Regions from separate parts of the Sus scrofa genome. Here region 2 is linked to region 1. Evidence: chromatin contacts called from public Hi-C data. All regions are on one chromosome and are shown on one strand. Each heading gives the region's core, a stretch centred on a gene start, on an enhancer-like site or on the middle of the called end of the contact. The rest is flanking DNA. Distances are from core to core; before and after follow the strand shown. Region 1 overlaps KEL (kell blood group glycoprotein). Region 2 overlaps TRPV5 (transient receptor potential cation channel subfamily V member 5).

Region 1 (5,015 bases), core at 755-3,254:
GAAGAGGGCTGGGAGGTGATGGAAGGGAAGGGAAAATACCAGTAAGGGGATATATGAAGACAAGAAAGGTTTGAAGGCTAGAGAATGAGAGTGATGGAGAGAAGGTGCAACAGGTGTTGAGATGCCAATGGGGGAAGCCCACTTGGCTTAGAGTAGAAATTGAAAATTTAAGGGAGATAACATAAGAGACAGAGCTTGGTAAAAGGAAGAACTTGGAGAGATGAATGATGGATGAATGGGAAAGGGAAAAGGAGGGGGGTTAGGTAAAGATGAAGGGGGGGGACCAGAAGCAATGGAAGTAGGGAGGTACATGCAGTGAAATGTACAGTAATGGAGAAGTTGCCTGAGAGCCAGTTGAGAATGATGTCAACCAGATATCCCACAGCCACATGGGCCTGGGTCAGGGGCGTCGGTTCTAGGCTCAGTGTCACCCGGGCACAGAGAATCTTGTACCCTGTTTCCCTTACCCAGTATCCTCCGAAGCCGGTTCTTGTTCTCCTCTGCAAGTTCCTGAAAAGAATTCCTGGTCCTGTTGTTGTTTCCACAGGCAAAGCTAAAGAAGTCAGTGCAAGGGGCCACATTTCGGTTCTCAGAGGCCAGGTAACGTTCCAGGAGATTCCAGCACACAAGTGTCTCACAGGGGCCTGTGGGGAAAAGCTCTGAGCTGGGACAGAGAAAGCGAGGAAGGCCTGGGGCGGGAGGGGGGGGGGACCAGACACCCTGCTGTGGAGGAGGTGGCCTGACTGTGGCCAGGAGCAGGAGACAGGGAGGAAGAGGTCATGAACCTGGGCTCGCAGGGTTGGGATGAAGTAAGTCAGTGGGCACAGAACCTGGGGAGGATGGACAGGTGGACGGGGTCCATGATTGAGGGAGGGCTGACTAGGTGGCCAGGTGCTAGGATCTTGCTTACGAGGGCGACAGCCTGGGATGTAGGCCCAAAGCACCAGAGAAGAACCGAGGATTAGACTGAAAAGCAGGACTGTCGTTAGTGCCCGCAATGCCCTCGCCCACCGTCTGCTCTGGACAGTGGGCAGCTCCTCTTCTGGAGGTCTCTGTGTGGAGAACCAGGAGGTGAGAAACACAAGATGGAGAGGAGTAGGAGAGAAGGGCGGGAAAAAGGGGGGAGAGGGGAAGAATGAACAGTTAGTGCCAGGGTCCCTCCAGACAGAGATAATGCCCCCTGTTTTTATGGACCAACCCCACTCTGGACCCCTGGGAGCTGGGAAGGTTATCCTAAATCTGCCCCGCGCCCCCCGCAGGTCAAAGAGTCCCTTACCTCCAGCCTCCAGGGAGTCCCCACTCCACTGGTTCGCTCAGACCCCATGCTTCTCCCCAACTCTTGTCTCCCCCCTCTGGAACTAAATGAGGAGGAGGAAGAAGAGAGAAGCTGGTTCGGGAAGGTGGGTAGATGAAAGAGAGTTCTAGCTGGTCACTGACAGCACCTGCTGCCCATCCCCCACCCAACACATGTATTTTCATCCCAGATGGGGGTCAGAATGAATTGTTCTAGCAGGTCATTGACACCTCCTACTGCCCCCTCTCCCCTCCCCCCCAACACACGTATTTTCATCCCAGATGGGGTTCGGAATGAACCTCTCCCCTTATGGGACCCCCACCTCTCCCCCTCTCCCATCACCTCCCTTGCCTTTCTTGCTTCTGCCTCAGAGCCTCACATTCTTTCTTCTCCACTGGGGAGCCCGGGGATTCTCATGCAGCAGTGAGCCCCGCCTCTCACCCCAGGCACCTGACTCTAGAAGGAAATGTCTTTCCCCAGGGGACTTGCCGGCTCTCTGCCCTTCTCTCTGGCTCACAGATTCCTTCCTGGTTCCGCTCTAGGAAGAAGTACTGAGTCTGAGGACAAGTATTCATGCAGCAGCTCCCTCCTACCCCCACCCCAGTTCCCTTTTCCTAGAGAAAGAGCACTTCTGCCACCTGACCCTCCTGTCCCCACTCACACTATTGGCCTCCGAGTAGAGCCTGTTTATCAGTCAGGGAACACCAGCTCCCCCTCCCCCTTTATCTCAGCCTCTCAGGGGAGCTGAGGGAGTGATCCTTCTCTCCCCAAGCAATCCCACCCTGGTGGCTCCTCTTGCCCTGTTCTGTGTCTTTGTTCCCAGGGTTTATTTCTGGGATATTCTTTCTCCTCTCCTGTCTTCTAGGATTGAAACCTCTTGAATCCTTCAATTCTCAGGTCCAATGCCACCCTACTCAGGAGGTCTCCCAGCTCCATGCCCATTTGCCCTGCCCCCAAGCATGCTTGATGGCCCTGGTGTGTGTCACAGCCCTGCTGGCTGCAGGCAGAGCAGCCCATGAAAAGGACCCACTCCCTCATCTCCTCATTATTAGCCCCATGACAAGGAATAAGCCACTTAGCTCTCAGGCAGCTAAGTTTTGTCATTTGGAAAATGAGGACACTATTTGCTTTTGAATACCTCCCGGGGTCTCATACCCTATAGGAAGGAATAAAGTGTGGCCGAGGATGTCACATCACCTGCTGCATCCATGGACCAAAGGTGTTGCAGCCATAAAGCCATCAGCCACTGCACCTGGCCCCAAAGGTGCACCTGAGAGGATTCAGGGTGGGAAAATCAGGATACTGGCCCTAAATAGTAAAGCATGTATCAAGAGGGTAATTTCAATAAGTCTAGACTCTTGCATCATCTCACACATGGAAAAGCACTAAATTCATTAACTTGAGATGTCTTGTTTTTCTCTAATTCCCAGTGATCCTTTGATGTTCTACTACTTGTTTTTTTATTGTTGTATTTTTGTGTTTGTTTTGTTTTGTTTTCATTTGTTGTTTGGGGGGTTTTGTTTTTATTTTTGTTTTTTTGTTTGTTTTTTGTTTGGGTTTTTTTTTTTTTGTCTATTTGTTATTTCTTGGGCCGCTTCCACAGCATATGGAGGTTCCCAGGCTAGGGGTCTAATCGGAGCTGTAGCCACAGGCCTACACCAGAGCCACAGCAACGAGGGATCCGAGCCGCATCTGCAACCTACACCACAGCTCACGGCAACGCCGGATCGTTAACCCACTGAGCAAGGGCAGGGACCGAACCCGCAACCTTATGGTTCCTAGTCAGATTCATTAACCACTGTGCCATGACGGGAACTCCTGTTTTTATTTTTGTTTTGCAAAAGCTCCAATATATATCCTGGCTCCTCTCTTACCTCTTTGGAGGAAGAGCCCCCTGGTGGTGATCCTGTCATGGCTCATTGGTAATGAACCCAACTAGTATCCATGAGGATATGGGTTTGATCCCTGACCTTGCTCAGTGGGTTAAGGAGCCAGCATTTCCACAAGCTGTGGTGTAGTTTGCAGATGTGGCTCAGATCTCATGTGGCTGTGGTGTAGGCTGGTGGCTGCAGCTCTGATTTGACCCCTGGCCTGGAACTTCCTTATGCTGCAGGTGCTGCCTTAAAAAGAAAAAAAAAAAAAAGAAGAAAAAGAAGAAGAGAAAGAAAGAGCCCTTCAGAGCCACCTGAGAGGCTGTACCTTGGGCTTAAGTTCTCAGTAAGTCTGCTAAAACATATTCTCAACCTCAAGGTTGTATAATTTTTTTTTCAGTCTGCAAAGGCATGACTGACTGCCTTGTTCTGCATTCTATTACACCGATGGCTTGTATCTTCATCTCTCTGTTGACTGCAAACTTTTGGTAGTGGAGACAGCACAGCCTTTCCTTCACACTGCCTAAGGTGCTTCCTAAGTGTCTATAGGAATGAGCTGCATTCTAAGCCAGAAACCTTCTTTCCCGTGTCATACCAAATCCTCAGCTGGGGACTCAGTGAACACACTTCTGAAAGAAATCATTTTTGACTGTTTCCCTTGTTTCCCCATCCCAGGCAAAATGGGATTTACTAGGATAGTCTCACTAATGATCCCTTGAGGTATTTACTCATCAGCAGTGTGCTCTGTGCATTTGCTGGGATGGGGGAAGGACAGCCCCACAGCCAGACAAGTGGAACCAAGCTCTTACACTGACAGACGCCATACTGTAGAGCATCATGAATGTGAAGAGAAGTCAGGACTTCACATGTTAGAAAAAAAGGGACTGAAAGCTTTTGAGGAAGAGTTTGACATGATGAAAATAACATCTACAAAAGGCTGGTGGGGTCCTTGGGGATCTGAATTGATAAGATAAAAGACAAGAGACACGGTGGCTATTTTGGTGGTTTAGGGGTGGTGAAGGGAGGCCTGGCCCTGGGTGATGGCAGAGGGGAGGGGAATATATGGAAAGAAAAAATGTATAGAAGAAAATAAAGTCATGGAAACCGATAGAACAGAGGTGGTAGGGCAGGGTAGAACAGCCACAGATAGGCTTCCAAGTTCATTTCTGGATGACAATGAGAACACTGATGCCGGATGGTTAAGGACTGAGAGCAAAATGATGATTCAGGATTGGTCTATTTGGATACAAATCTATTGGGCCTTCTCTAGTCCCTTCCCCTCCCCCAAAGTCCAGTACTCTGCCCATGGACATCTAGCTTCCTGCACATCAGCTCCCCTCCTCTCCCAGCTCCTTTTCCACCAACCAAATCCTCTGAGCTGAGCTCTCTAGGAAACTGATAATGGGACAATTCAGATTAGATCAGAGCAAGCTGAGGCACAAATGCACTGTGGGGCATTATTAGCCCAGTCCAAAACAGGACTTGGGCTCTCTCCCTGTTGGAGATTTGGCTTCCAGGCTACCCCTCCCTACTCCACTGCTGCCTGAAGGCAGAATAACCTCTATTGTCATTGCTGCCTCTGCAGCACCGACGCCCCTTATCTCCCACGTCCTCCTCTGCAGTGTCATCACCACCACCGCCATGCCCAGTCTCCCTGCACCTCCAGGGTATCAGTCATCACTCACTCTAAGGCAGCTCCAGCTCACAGCCAACCTCAGGCTCGGGGAGACGACACACACTTACCTTCGCTGACACCACCTCCTGGTTGCTTTAACTATTCTGTCCAGTCTAATTCCAAGATCTATTGTTTGATACCATAACAATGTCAAAATTACAGTAATAACAATATT
Region 2 (5,015 bases), core at 1,254-3,753, 81 kb before region 1:
ACTCTATGCCTCTCCAGTTAGGGCTTGATGCTCTTAGCTGCACTGAGGATGCCAAAGAAGAAGGGAGATAAAGAGGGGAATAAAGAGCTGGGGGCTCAGATCCTCTCTCGGGTTCCCCAAGTCCTCCAGCACAAAGACCAAACGCTCAGTCAGCTTTCCCTGCATCCCAGGCCCCTTGGCCCCTCACCTTCACACAGCTCACATGTGACGGGCTCCTTGACCAGCTCCGGGGCAGCCTCCATCAGCACCAGGGCGGCCTCCAGGTTGTCATAGAGGGCAGCGATGTGCAGCGCTGTCTCCCCCAGGGCTCCTGGCATTGACACAAAGGAGCGTCACATGACTTCTCTGGAGCAGGGGAATGGGGACCACAAAGATTCGCCCCCCTCCCCAGCACACAGTCCCAGGCTACACAGTGGGGGTAGGGGTGGGAGCCACGTGCACAGGGTGGGTCCGCAGGGTTCTGCTCCCTACCTTTCTGGTGGACATCGCAGGCCTCAGACTTGAGCAGCTTGGTAAGAGCCTGGACGTCATTCTCTTTGGCAGCGAGGAGGAGCGGCGACTCCCAGATCCTATGAGGGAGTGGGAGCGTGCACAGTTGAGGCACACGGGGAGCCAGCTTGCTGCAAGGGCCAGGAACCCCAGGGTCCCTCATCCGGAGAGGTGGGGCCGAGGGCGTGGTACCGAGGGCTGCCTGGTCTCTTTTTTCTCACCAGGTAGCTGACCTAAACCAACTCTGTCCCCTTTGAGCTTGTGTGGGAGAATGCCAGGGGCCACTTTCCTTTCCCCTGGGTGCTAGGACCAGTGTGTATGTCTGTGTGTGTCTGATCTGTGCACACCAGGTATAGAGGGAAAAGTTTTATTATTTTTTGTCTTTTTGGATTTTTCTAGGGCCACACCTGCAGCATATGGAGGTTCCCAGGCCTACACCAGAGCCACAGCAACACCAGATCCAAGCCGTGTCTGTGACCTACACCACAGCTCAACGGCAACACCGGATCCTTAACCCACTGAGTGAGGCCAGGGACGGAACCCGCAACCTCATGGTTCCTAGTCGGATTCGTTTCCACTGCACCATGATGGGAACTCCTAGAGGGATGAGTTTTAGTTAAGCACTCATTCACTTACTGACCTTTGTCCTCTGGAGCAACTCTGCTTTAGCTTCACTCGAAGTCTTGAGATTACCTTCCAAGATAAGCCTGTTTTCATAGACTAAGGGTACAAGCAATTCCTCCTTCATATTTGTGGAGGAGGCGGACATGCAGAGGCTGGCAGATCTGTTCCTGCTGTGTGATGCGCCCCTTCTTGACCTCAGCAATTCCCTTTGGTCTTGGCACCTCCCTCCCTCCAACTGTGTTTTTGGGGCTCCATCAAAAAGCAACCATGGGGAGATCCCGTTGTGGTGCAGCAGAAATGAACCTGACTAGTATCCTTGACGATGCAGGTTTGATCCGTGGCCTTGCTCAGTGGGTAAAGGATCTGGTGTTGCTGTGGCTGTGGTGTAGGTCAGCAGCTGTAGCTCAGATTTGCCCCCTAGCCTGGGAATTTCCACATGCTGCAGATGTGGCCCTAAAAAAAGAAAGGGAAAAAAAAAAAGCAACCATGGATTGTTTTTTTCTTTTTCTTGGCCCTACATCATATTACAGTCTCTTCCTCCTTCCTACCTACTTCGCATTTATTTTAGTCCAAGAATCATCTTCTCTGACTTTCAAGTTTGGTACCTATGATGAACTACACATCTTTTATAATATCAAAACTGACCCCAACTAAGACCCAAGGGGTCCCTACAGTTTTTTTTTTTTTTTAATTTGCTCTCCTGGCCCAGAGCCCCTTGGTCCTTGGACAGGAGTGAATGAAGTTAACACTGAGGATCCAGAGATGGCCAGTGACGTGAACAGTAGCTCACACAGGGATAAGCCATTGTAGCAGGAACTCGGACTCCAGGAGCTGGGGGGGGGTGATCAGAAGAGGAATGAGTGTGATGCATCCACCTCCCTGAACGCTGGCCCCAGCTCCCTGCATCAGGCCAGGAAGGCAGCCACGGGCCCCATGGATTCAACCTCTCCCTCCATTCAGTCCCCACCTCCTCATTCCTGCGGACCCTCCTCAGTCTTTGTCCTCCAGGATGAGCAAAATATTCCAACTAGTTTCCCTACCCCTGATGTCCCCCCCCTCCATGCTCCTGGATGCTGTCAAGGTATTCTCTCTGAATGGCAAGTGCAATCACAATTCACAAAGTCTGGTGGGTCCTCAAACGCCCAAGGAGAAGAAGCGCCAAAGTCCTCCCCAGCCTCTGCGCAACTACTCCTCCACCGTCCCTTCCTCCCACACTCAGCATTTGGGCCTCAGCGCCCCAGGACACACCATTCTCCCCCTAACCTGTGCTGTGACTCTCCTTCCACCCGGAAACCACTCCGCCACCCCACCCTAGCCTATCTGTGCTCCCGATGCCCAGGAATAGGCCTGGCATGGGGCAGACGCTCATGACCGCTATCTGTAGCACAAATGAACTGTAGCCATGCCAGGCGGCGGTTTGGCTTTACGGCCCCTCCTTTTTATCTCCATCAGCCACCCCTGAGCCAACCTTAGACAAACACATAATCTAAGTAGAAAAGAGTATGCTTGGTATGCGCACACAGCTGCAAAACAAGCTCGCTAGGCCTCCCCCCCACTACCCGCATCATCACCGCCACCCCTGCCCCCATCGCCATCCCCACCCCATCATCACCACTATCTTTTCCAACAATTTGCCCAAACCCCTCCTTTAGAGACATTCTAGAGCAAGCACGTTGCCCCAGCACACATGCCAGGAAGTTTTCTACCCTCTCCTCTGGCCTTATTTTAACATTTTTACTGGGTGCTCTGATTAGTATCTGTCTCTTCCTTCACACTAGGAGTCCTTGAGGGCAGAGAGCAGTCACTCTATCATCTTTTTTTTTTTTTTTTTTTTTTTTTTTTTTTTTGTATTTTTAGGGTGGCACCTGCGGCATATGGAGGTTCCCAGGCTAGGGGTCAAATCGAGGCTGTTGCTTCTGGCCTACACCACAGCCACAACCACACCAGATCTAAGCCGCATCTGCAACCTACACCACATCTCTCGGCAACACCGGATCCTCAACCCACTGAGCAAGGCCGGGGATCGAACCCAAAGCCTCATGGTTCCTAGTTGGATTTGTTTCTGCTGCGCCACAATAGGAACTCCCTTTATCATCTTTTTAAACTTTCTCTGCCCTCCTCTAATTAGCTTCTAGTTCTGTGCCCATTTCAACTAGAGGTCAATGGCAAAGCTGGAAATGGGTCCGAGGTGGCTTCTGACCCAAGTGCACAGCCCTGCTCCCTGCTTCCTAAGACCTGAGAGGGGAGACTAGTCAGTGGCAAGCCCAAAGAGATCCCTCTTGGTCCCAACACATCTCTGATGCCCATAAATGTCCTCCTAAACCTCCATTCCCTACGTGTTCTGTTTCTGGCCTCTGCTGATGGCCCTAGCGGCCTGGGAAGGGCAGGGAGCTACTGTTTGGACTAGGCTTGCCAGATTTACCAGCCAAAACCAAGTAGAGTTGAAGCTTAGATATACAACATATTTTTTTTTTTTGGCCGCACCCATGGCATGTAAAAGTTCCAGGGCCAGGGATCAAACCCGCACCACACCAATGACCAGAGCTGCTGCAGTGACAACACCAGGTTACCAGATTCTTAACCCTCTGCACCACCAGGGAACTCCTAACCTTTTTTTAAAAAATGTAAGTATGTTCAATGCAATGCTTATACTGACAACTTATTTGTTGTGTATCTGAAATTCAAATTTAACTCAGCGTCTTGGATTTTTTTTGAAAACCCCAATCAGACCACACTCTGGGTAAGGAACCAGCTTATGACTCAAGCCAATGAGGTTTGTAGAGACCTGGCCTCCTCTGGGTGGCCAACTCCAGAATCCAGCAAAAATCCTTCCCAGGGAACCAGGCAGAGCCATGACTTGCAATAGCACCAGAGCGTCACAAGGGGGCAGCTGAGAGAGCCTTTGCCGGCATTCTCGGCAGTAAGGCAGACCCCCGCCCCCCCACCAAAACATCTGACTTCCCCGGGGTCCTGAGCCCCCCCATCCAAAGATTCTTGCAAAGCAAGCCAGCACAGAAATTGAGATCTGGAAGAAAGATCTACACATCTTCACCAGCTGTCTGCCAGACACATCCCTAGGGCTAGAAGAAGATAGAGACAAAGTATCTTGTGATTTTAGTGGTTAAATCATACCCACTCCCTTCCAGGAAAGAGTTTCACTTTATGTAGCAGAATCCTTAACATTACCACCAGAATCTCTTGTTTACAAACACTGGTTTAGAGCAGTGGGGCTTAACCAGGGGTGACTACCCCCTGCTGCCTCCCAGGGAATTTGACAATGTCTGGACACATTTTTTGGTGGTTATCACATAGGGGGACGGAGTGCTACTCGCATCTAGTGGGTGGAAGGCAGGGATGCTGCTAAGCTTCTTACCCAAGGCAGCCTTCCGCAACAGAGAATTATCTGCGCAACGTGTCAAAAACGCCAAGGGAGAAAAACCCTGACTTGGAGGTATAATTATGCATAATCTATCCTTTAAGGAAGGATTTTTCACACTAAAAAGAATGAGAAATTCCCTCTGAGGGTTTTCTAACGAATCATTAAAAACTAAAACAAAAAGGTGAAGGTGTTGAAGGGCACACTGATTAAGTACTTAATGAAAGACTTAATAAAGGAAATTATAGAGCAAGTCTGAAATTGTATATAATAAGGTGTTTCCAGGATCTAGAATGTCTTATTTTGCTGGACAATTATAAAATGGAACAGTCTGTTTCAATCCTGCACTGGCGGAAACCCTTCTGTACAATTTCTGGCATAAAACCGACTCCCATTTTTATAGCATAAACAAGCTGTTGACCTTCCCCGCGGGTGACCTCTGGGCCCCAAGTGAGGATCTGTCACAGTCCTTCTCTCCCTGTCCCCTCCACCCATCCTCTCGGCCTCCATTCTTGTGGATGTGTTT

The links. Hi-C and Micro-C count contacts between places; a contact is called where the count stands out from the background.
Region 2: a contact with region 1 is called in a Hi-C map of fetal liver, with 2.0 times the contacts expected there. The contact joins two enhancer-like sites. A contact is called at or near these places in 1 of 5 promoter capture datasets (fetal liver) and 2 of 47 Hi-C or Micro-C datasets (epiblast stem cells and fetal liver).

What each region holds. Positions count from the first base shown.
Region 1 is chr18:7,255,915-7,260,929 of Sscrofa11.1, reverse strand. KEL (kell blood group glycoprotein) reads right to left here. Exons shown (of 22, transcript XM_021078895.1): 3 at 2,492-2,564; 4 at 1,745-1,832; 5 at 1,277-1,358; 6 at 911-1,052; 7 at 468-644. Among named protein-coding and RNA genes, the nearest start is that of KEL, 16 kb to the right of the region's middle. Within about 2 kb of position 2,004, at least 3 of the 83 cell types and tissues checked have an H3K27ac peak or open chromatin away from gene starts, as enhancers often do. A contact at or near this core is called in fetal liver, where this site is marked.
Region 2 is chr18:7,337,434-7,342,448 of Sscrofa11.1, reverse strand. It overlaps TRPV5 (transient receptor potential cation channel subfamily V member 5), which reads right to left. Exons shown (of 18, transcript XR_002340352.1): 18 at 484-569. It overlaps TRPV6 (transient receptor potential cation channel subfamily V member 6), which reads right to left. Exons shown (of 15, transcript XM_021078898.1): 2 at 472-569; 3 at 188-310. Among named protein-coding and RNA genes, the nearest start is that of TRPV6, 7.7 kb to the right of the region's middle. Within about 2 kb of position 2,503, at least 5 of the 83 cell types and tissues checked have an H3K27ac peak or open chromatin away from gene starts, as enhancers often do. A contact at or near this core is called in fetal liver, where this site is marked.